2 separate regions of the Mus musculus genome follow, and region 2 is linked to region 1. The links are chromatin contacts, called in public promoter capture Hi-C maps. All regions are on one chromosome and are shown on one strand. Each heading gives the region's core, a stretch centred on a gene start, on an enhancer-like site or on the middle of the called end of the contact. The rest is flanking DNA. Distances are from core to core; before and after follow the strand shown.

What was found. Promoter capture Hi-C pulls out the DNA fragments that hold promoters and counts their contacts.
Region 2: a contact with region 1 is called in a promoter capture Hi-C map of liver, with 3 times the contacts expected there. The contact joins the promoter of Acvrl1 here to the promoter of Smagp in region 1. A contact is called at or near these places in 8 of 39 promoter capture datasets (the 3T3-L1 cell line, 3T3-L1-derived adipocytes, the C10 cell line and 3 more), 1 of 484 Hi-C or Micro-C datasets (liver), 2 of 115 datasets of contacts at active chromatin or transcription factors (bone marrow-derived macrophages and embryonic stem cells) and 1 of 9 other capture datasets (adipose tissue).

The regions. Positions count from the first base shown.
Region 1 is chr15:100,634,072-100,638,195 of GRCm38.p6, reverse strand. Smagp (small cell adhesion glycoprotein) reads left to right here and starts at 1,256. Exons shown (of 4, transcript NM_174992.4): 1 at 1,256-1,637; 2 at 1,941-2,009. The coding sequence starts at 1,976.
Region 2 is chr15:101,126,537-101,130,206 of GRCm38.p6, reverse strand. Acvrl1 (activin A receptor, type II-like 1) reads right to left here and starts at 1,685. Exons shown (of 11, transcript NM_001277257.1): 1 at 1,624-1,685; 2 at 1,144-1,280.

The DNA of each region.
Region 1 (4,124 bases), core at 7-2,506:
CAAAAGCATGGCTGCTTCAGTTTCCGAGGCTTAAGTTTCACTCTTGGAGAAGACTGGCTGTCCATGTGAGACCGTGTCCATCATCGATTCACTTGACTCCTTATGGAGGTCTGACACAGACGCATCCTGAGTCCCTGCTCCCCAGACTCTGGACAGTGTTGACAGGCTGCGTCTGGGTATAGACTGGGTGTCATGTGCCAACCTGTCGTGCCAGCAATACCAAAGCTGAGGCAGTGGGTCCTAACCTGAGGCCAGCTTGTGGTTTCTGGGAAACTCAGTTGTTAGCTTTACAAGGCAGTTAGGTATCTTCACTGACTAAGCTTTCTCATCAGCCCCAGCAAAGTTTTAAGTGAGCCTGCCGGTGCCGGTGGAGGCCAGAAGAGGGCATCAAGATCTCCTGAAACTGAATCACAGGACGTTGTGAACTACTGGGAGCCTTTCTCCAGCTAACCCCTCTCCCCCCCTCCCCCGCCCCCCAAAGCAACTTTTAAAGGTTATATTTTAAAGAAAAAAAAAAAAAAAGACATGAAAGCCAAGTGTGGTTGGTCAGGTCCGACCCTCAGTGAGCTACCCAGGTAACCTGGCCAGTGTTTTTTGAGCACATTATCATGTGCTAGGTGAGGTTCTAGGCAACTCATTGGAGCTCCGCAATAACCCTAACCCTGAGTTCACACAGCTTTGCCCAAAGAATCAGAAGTAACCTGCGCTAGCTTACACAGCGGGACCACCTCCAGAGCCTGTTATATAGAATTATTGCCTCTTAGTCAACGAGTTCCTCTAGTTAATTTGGGAGCATTTCCTGTCACTGACGTGAGTCCAACTGCTGCTAAAGTACAGCACTGATGAATATTTAAATCAAGGCGCTTGCCTCGGGCTAGGACCAAGGCTGTAAAACGGCCTTACGGGAATTGCCACTTTCAGTCCCCATTTTAGGGATGAGGAAACCGACTACTGAGGTGTTCAGGAATGTGCCCACAGCCACCCAGCTGGCAAGCACTTACGCTGGAGCTTTTAATCCTAAACAGCCCACAGCCACACCTCCTACCCTCTCCACGCTCCACCGCCTCCTGGGAAGGTCGCACGCGGAAGGTCCAGGTGGCCCCGGGAGGTGCTCGGCTAAGTCGCCCCGAAGTCGCGGACTCCAGAGGGCCCACGCGTGACTGAGCTCCCGCGGGACACGCCCCTCGCTCGCCCTACAGCTGGCGCTGCCGACCCCGGCCGAGCCCGGCACGGGGGCGGAGCGGCTCCGGACAGTGGCCTTTCCTCCCGGGGGAACCTGCTGAGGGCGGCCCCGAGCTCCTTCCTGTCCCTCCCACCGCGGTCCGGGCTCGGCGGCCGCTCGGCGCGGGGTCCCGGGCGCGGCTCCGGCGACTCTCGGCCGCTCCCACCCCGGCGAGTTCAAAAGGACGCGCGGCGCCCGGCCCTGCCCGCCCGTCGGACTGGAAAGGTGAGCGCGCTGCGCGGAAGCCCGGAGCCCGCACTCGGCCGCCGCGCGCCTGCGACCTGACCCGCACGGGTACTGCGCGGCTGCAGGGACACTCGACGGCCAGGGCGCGGGCCCGGGGCACGCGGGATCCCCGGGGAGCGGGGCGCACCCAGCGGACGGCTCGGCGGGGCTCCTGGCCCTGGAAGCCCAGGTAATGCAGGTGGCTAAGGGACCCGGATCGCTCATGGGCGCAACCGGGCCGACCCTTGCTTAACTTTCCCAGGCCTGGGGAAAGGGTCACCAACGCCACCCATTCCCCGACCCTGCGACCAGGGTCAGCTCTTGGGGGAAGGATTTGTTTATGGAAGCTGATTAGAACCGAAAGGAAGAGAGTGGATATATCCAGGGGAAGGGACTCGGGGAAAACCTGGCGCCCGAGGCTCTCCTGGGATCTACAAGCCCTGCGACCTCAGGAGCCCGTCCACCTCATTCTTGTCCGTCCTTCTTCCCACAGATCTGACCCTACGAAATAGCCTGCCCTCAGCAACGATGAACAACCTACCGGCCACACCTTCTCCTGAAGGTAGGTGATGAAAGTTATGGAGTAGGGGGGCTGTTTAAGAATTCCCACCCCAGAACAGGTCTTGGAATTCCGCGAGGCCTCACTCAGTGTAGACTGGAAGACTCACCCATCCCCACCCCACTCCACCCCACCCTACCCCTACCAACCCGCTGTCGGGCCTCACGCAGGAAAAAGCTCCAAGAAAACAGAATTCAACTTCAGTGTGCCCTTTTGCGCTATTTTATTCTCAAGTCTGGACCGGACCAATTCCAAGCACTGCGAGTCACCTGGGTTTAGGAAGTTCTTTGATGCCCAAAGGAGCCATTTTTACATTCACCCCAGTAGTTAAGTAAAGGAGAAAGGGAATCTTCTAAAGATAACCGGGAGGACTCGTGATGTCGCTTAATTGGTAGAGAACTTGAGATGAAACCCATTTTGATGGCTTGTGCCTGCAGTCCCTGCAACTTGGGACGTAGAGGCGGGAGTACCAGAAACTCAAGGTTATCCTCAGCTAAATAGTGAATTTAAGTCTAGCCTGGGCTAGAGGGATGTGGGGTGTGTTTAAAAATTCTAGGAGCCAGGTGGTGAATTGAGTCTCACCTTTCCTTTCCTAATCAGGCTGGTTCTGGCGCGCTGACGGATATTTACATATTAATTGGTTTCACCTTGTGCCAGCCTGGGTGTGGGAGGAACTAACTTGTTTTCTTATGTATAGAACAAACGTTCACTTTGAGGGACACTGTTTTTTGCTGATATGAAGTTCGGGGAGGGAGAACCCGGGGAAGGCAAAATCTGAGGCAGTTTCTCCTGGAACTAGTGGAGCACGTGATTCAGACTGCTGCTTGGTGAGAAGTGGTGGGCAAAGAGGAACGGAGGACAGCCCTTCAGGCTGGTGGGTAAAGGCTCTGGAGTGGGAGGCGAGCTTTGCAACAAAGTCTCTAGAAGAGTGAAGTGAGGCTCAGTGTTTACCCCTTCCCGTCTGGTTATTTCATCTAGCACAATACTTCAAGGGACATCCATGCCGTCTGTTCTGGTTGACATTTGCTTTTACTTTTAATTCTTCTGGATGTATATCCCAAAGTGGAGTTGTTGTTAATATATAGCAATTGATATATTTGAAAAGAACCATGATAGAGTTTTTCTTAGTAGCTGTGTTATTTATATCTCCACCAGCAGCATACAAAGGTTCTGATTTCTCCACACCCTCTCTAACAGGTGTGTGTTATTCAGGGCAAGTGTGGCACTAGTGTCTTAGTGGGTGGGAGATGGTGTCTCGTTGTGACTTTGTTTCCCTAGTGACTAGTGATGTCCAAGCATGTTCTTGTGTGCTTGTTGGTCACCTGGACATCTGGAGAAAAGTGTCTTGTTGGAGACTATGTCCGTTTCTGATTGTTTTGTTTTGTTTTTCGAGACAGGGTTTTTCTGTATAGCCCTGGCTATCCTGGAACTCACTTTGTAGACCAGGCTGGCCTCAAACTCAGAAATCCTGCCTCTGCCTCCCAAGTGCTGGGATTAAAGGCGTGCGCCACCACTGCTCGGCACTATGTCTGTTTCTTAAACATTTATTTATTCATGTTGTACATATGTGTGTCTGTGTGCACTTGTGTGTTGTCCCCCCTCTTCAGCTTGCACATGCTGGAGGTCAAAGGGCAACTTTCTGGAGTCAGTTCTCTTCTTCCACCACCTGGGTTTCTAACTCAGGTCCGGCTTGGCAGCAGGTGCCTTCACCTGGGGACCAACTCACTGGCTCCTTGCATGTTTTTAAATCATAGTGTTACACTGTTGCTGAGTTGTGTGTTCTTGGTTCAACAAGTGTCCTGGGTGGGTGGACTTGTAGGATGCAGCACACAGTTTCCTGCCCACTAGGTCTGAGCATACATCCAAGCACAAGAGAGACGGCTAGTGATCAGCCAGGATTCCCTAAAATAAATAAATAAAATAAAATAAAATAAACCAAACCCAAAAAACCCCAAACAGTTTAAAATATGTTTTTCAATGCCACCAAGATAAGACCTTGTATATAGCATTAATATAATGTTAATATAATAATGTCTATGTCTATAACAATGAGTACTTATGGATGAAGATATTGTAATGAATAACTAATTGGTTGATATGGCAATCTTAGTATTATTT
Region 2 (3,670 bases), core at 436-2,935, 490 kb before region 1:
TACCTAGCTAGGGTGGTCTGTGGCAGCTACGTCTCACAGCTTGGAGATTGGCATAAGAAGAGTACCATTTCCCAGGTGAGACCCACGAGAGTTACTCAACTGTGTGGCAAGTGGCACGGAGCAAGCCCTCGGCAGCCAGATGTGCCGGCACTGACCTGTATCCCAGCACTCAGAAGCCTCCTGAGGCAGGGCAGGAAAGAGACTAAAGCTGAATCAGGTGGACTGAAAATCTGAGGCCAGCTCTGTATCAAAAACAAACAAACAAACAAACACAAACAAAAAACCTCCCAACCATGGTGTCTCCTGATGTCATTGACTGACACCCTTCTCAGAGTCATCCAAAGCCTGAAGCTGACCTCTCTTCCACAAGCTGGGCACAGTTATCTCCCATCTGATAGGCTGTGTGAGCAAAACCACCCACAACAAAGAAGGATAATTGTGAAGACAGGTGGGGGGCCAGCTAGAGTGGTGAGGATCCAGAGAGGAAAGACCCTAGACAGACCCCCTAGACAGACTGACCCTGGAGGGTCAGAGAGGGGGCCGAACTCATCCAGAAGTTGCTCGTGAGCAGGGGAATGTGTCCTTCAAAGGAAGACCTAAGAAAGCAGAGCTGTTCTCTGCAGGGCTGACTGACTGCCTGGATCTCAGCCTGGGGGAGGGCCAGGAGTCCCTAAAGGGGAATGTCAAGGACACCCACGGCAGGGGAATTCTGTGACCCTATAGAGATAAGGATTGGGGTGCCAGGTTAAGTGGTCTCTATGAGGAGGTTCCGCAAGGGAAGTCGCTCCTATGTCAACAGAGCACCCTGGAGCTCAGGAGGGAAGAATCTTTCAGTCCCGTTTTACCTTTATAGATAAGGGTAGAAGAGTTAATCTCGGCAGGGAAGAGAAGCTAAAGGCCTCAGGATACCTAGCAAAAAAAGTTTTTTGATTCCCCATCCGTGCTCGACCCGCCCCCTTCCACGCTCAGGTCGGGGTAGCAGGGAGGTGTGTGTCCACAACCAGGGGACTGCTGACTGTCTTGCCCGGCTAAAACTGACCCTGCCACGCGCCGTCTGAGAGGTCTTTGAGATCCACATAAAGAAGGGTCCCCCTGAGACCAGGGACAGGTCTCCCTGCCCGGCCCAGCGGCACTCCGACTCACCTTTGGACAGGGCGACTCGACCCCCGCCTCTCCTTGCCGGAGGCGGCCGGGGTCTCACGTCCAGAGCCGGCCTGTGGGGCCGGGAAAGGTCTCGATCTGCGCGGCTGGCGCGGCGGCCTCCGGGGACTGGGAAGGGGCTGGAGCAAAATGTTTCTTATTCTAGCTTCTTCCTGCCTGGCCCGGCTCCACCACTCCCTCCTAATAACTCGTTTCCTATTGCCCAGTACGCCTCCCAGCAGCAGGGCTCGGCTCTAGAGGGCTGCAGACCGAGTGCGACCACCCCAGCCCCTCCCTGCCACGAAGGGACAGGCTTCGAACCCAGGCATTGGGGTCCCGTGCGTCCTGGGTAGGAACGTAGGGACTGAGCTAGCTGCGGAAGCGTCGCTCTAGGCCAGGAGAGGGTAGCCTGCACCCAGAGGCAGAAATCTAGATTCGTGAGGGCTTCAGGGAGGGACCCGCGTGAGGTAGCAGCCAACTTACCTGTGCTCACTCCTAAGGAACAGCGCTAAGAAAGCTGAGTTTGGGCTGGGAGTGTCTGCTCCAGAGTTGGCTCCGCCCTTTGGATTCTCCAGTTGGCTTAAATCTTTTTGCCTCCAAATTCCAGCCCTTCACCCTTAATACTTTTGTTCCCTTCCGTTGTCCACAGTGCTGGCCATCAACGCTCAGCCTCGGGCTAAAGAAACCTAGATAGGTCCGTTCTGAGTCAGTCTGGTCTGTGCACCTCAAGGCTTGACAGTTAGTTGTTCCTCTCCCTCAGGTCAGGGGTGGCCAGAATAGAGGGAAAGGCCACCTTGTCTTTTCTGTTCAGCCGTGTCCTTTTTGTCTAGCCGGGCTGGGACCCCAACCACGGGATGGGGGCGGGGCACAACTACCAGATGGGGAGCTTTAGAATTTGGGGCATGGAACCTTGTGAGGCTGGGACCTGCGGCTGGGGAGTTGGGCAGAGGGCTCGGGATGGGGAAGACAGGACACTCTTCCTCTTCCTGATCGGCAGTACAGGCTGGGACTGGGTGAAAATCTATGCTTTCCTGGGCAGGACTTGAGTTTTACTCTTAGCCTTGTGAATATCCTTGTGGGGGACCTTGAAGTAGTTCCACCAGCTGGGAATCCAGGCTAGTTGCTGTGACCCCACTAACACCTCCAGGGGCTTCAACCCCCCCCCCCCCCCCCCGCTACTAATGAGCATAGTGTTCCATCTTTCAAACGGTAAAAGATGGTGCCTATCTAAGTTCCTCAAGGAAGGAGTTTGTCGGCTAATATTTGAGAAGGCTAGGGAAGGGGTGGCCCTAGCCCAGTGGGAGAACACAGAAGCAATCTCTAAGGTGTCATGCCTGTCATGTAGATTTTGCAAGATGGGACAGAGGTGCCCTATCCTTTGGCAAGGATAGAGGCTGGGGGAGAGAAAGGCGGGAGGCTCCCACTGGTCTTACTTCCTCTGCTGAGCTCCACATGCTAGCAGCTTCTTGAATTGTGAGCCCCATGACCTTCCAGAGCCCCGGCTCAACCAAATTTCAGGGTCAGGACAGACCATGTCTTGCAGTACTATGGATTACAGTATCTGCTTTTCCAGATTGTGGTGGTCGCTTTGTTACACTCTATAGAACAGGGAGCTTGGATACATGACCATCTTCACACCCACTCTTCCTCCCACATGCCATGGCTTCCGGTAAGCCTTTCATTCTCCAGCCGGCGGCTCTCTGTCTTGAGTGGGACAGGACCCATGGGACCTCTGCAGCCCAAGTCTAAGGTCCGCCTCCTTGGGAAGGGGCAGATAGGGGACCATGGGTAAGGTCAGGAGCTGGGAAGTGGCTGAGGGGGTCAGTGGGGACTGAAGAGTTTCTGTGGGCAGGCCTGTGAAGTAAGACGGAGAGAAGTCAATTTAGGAGGTTGAAGAGAAGCTGTGGACAGGGGTGGCATCTTTCCCCTCTTCTTAGCGTTCCCGACACTGGCTGGTGCCTGGGCTGTTCTTGTGAACCCAAGCCTCCCATAGTGCACGGGGAGCTTGGGGCAGGGGCGGGGGATGTGGGAGGAGTGACAAGAGTTGGAGAAAGCACTAGGGCCTCAGGCCAATGAGGACATAGAAAAGGAATTACAGACTGCGTCCAAGTCTACAAGAATTAGTTGCTCACAAGGCCCAGCTGTTCCTATATTCTGAGGACAGAACGAAATGAAACAGGCCCAAAGAATTCCGATTTAGATCCAGGGACTCAGAAGACTTCCCAGCAGGGTCTGAAGCAGAGGATTGCTGATCCTCAGAAGTTAGTCTGAAGAACTTCAAGGAGGTCCTCTCTAGAGGCAGGTGACAACGGTTTGATGCAGAGGTGGAGCAATGAGCTTTCGGGGACCAGCACTAAATTCTCAACTGTGTGCTGTGTTTTTGTTTTTGTTTTTGTTTTTGTTTTTGTTTTTTGAGAACGGTCCCTAAAATCCTAGGCTGGCTGTGAACATGAGATCTTGTTGTTTCCACCTCCGCAGAGCTAGGATTCCATGTGCTTGCCCCAAACCTGTTTCAGGCCCCACTCTCAAG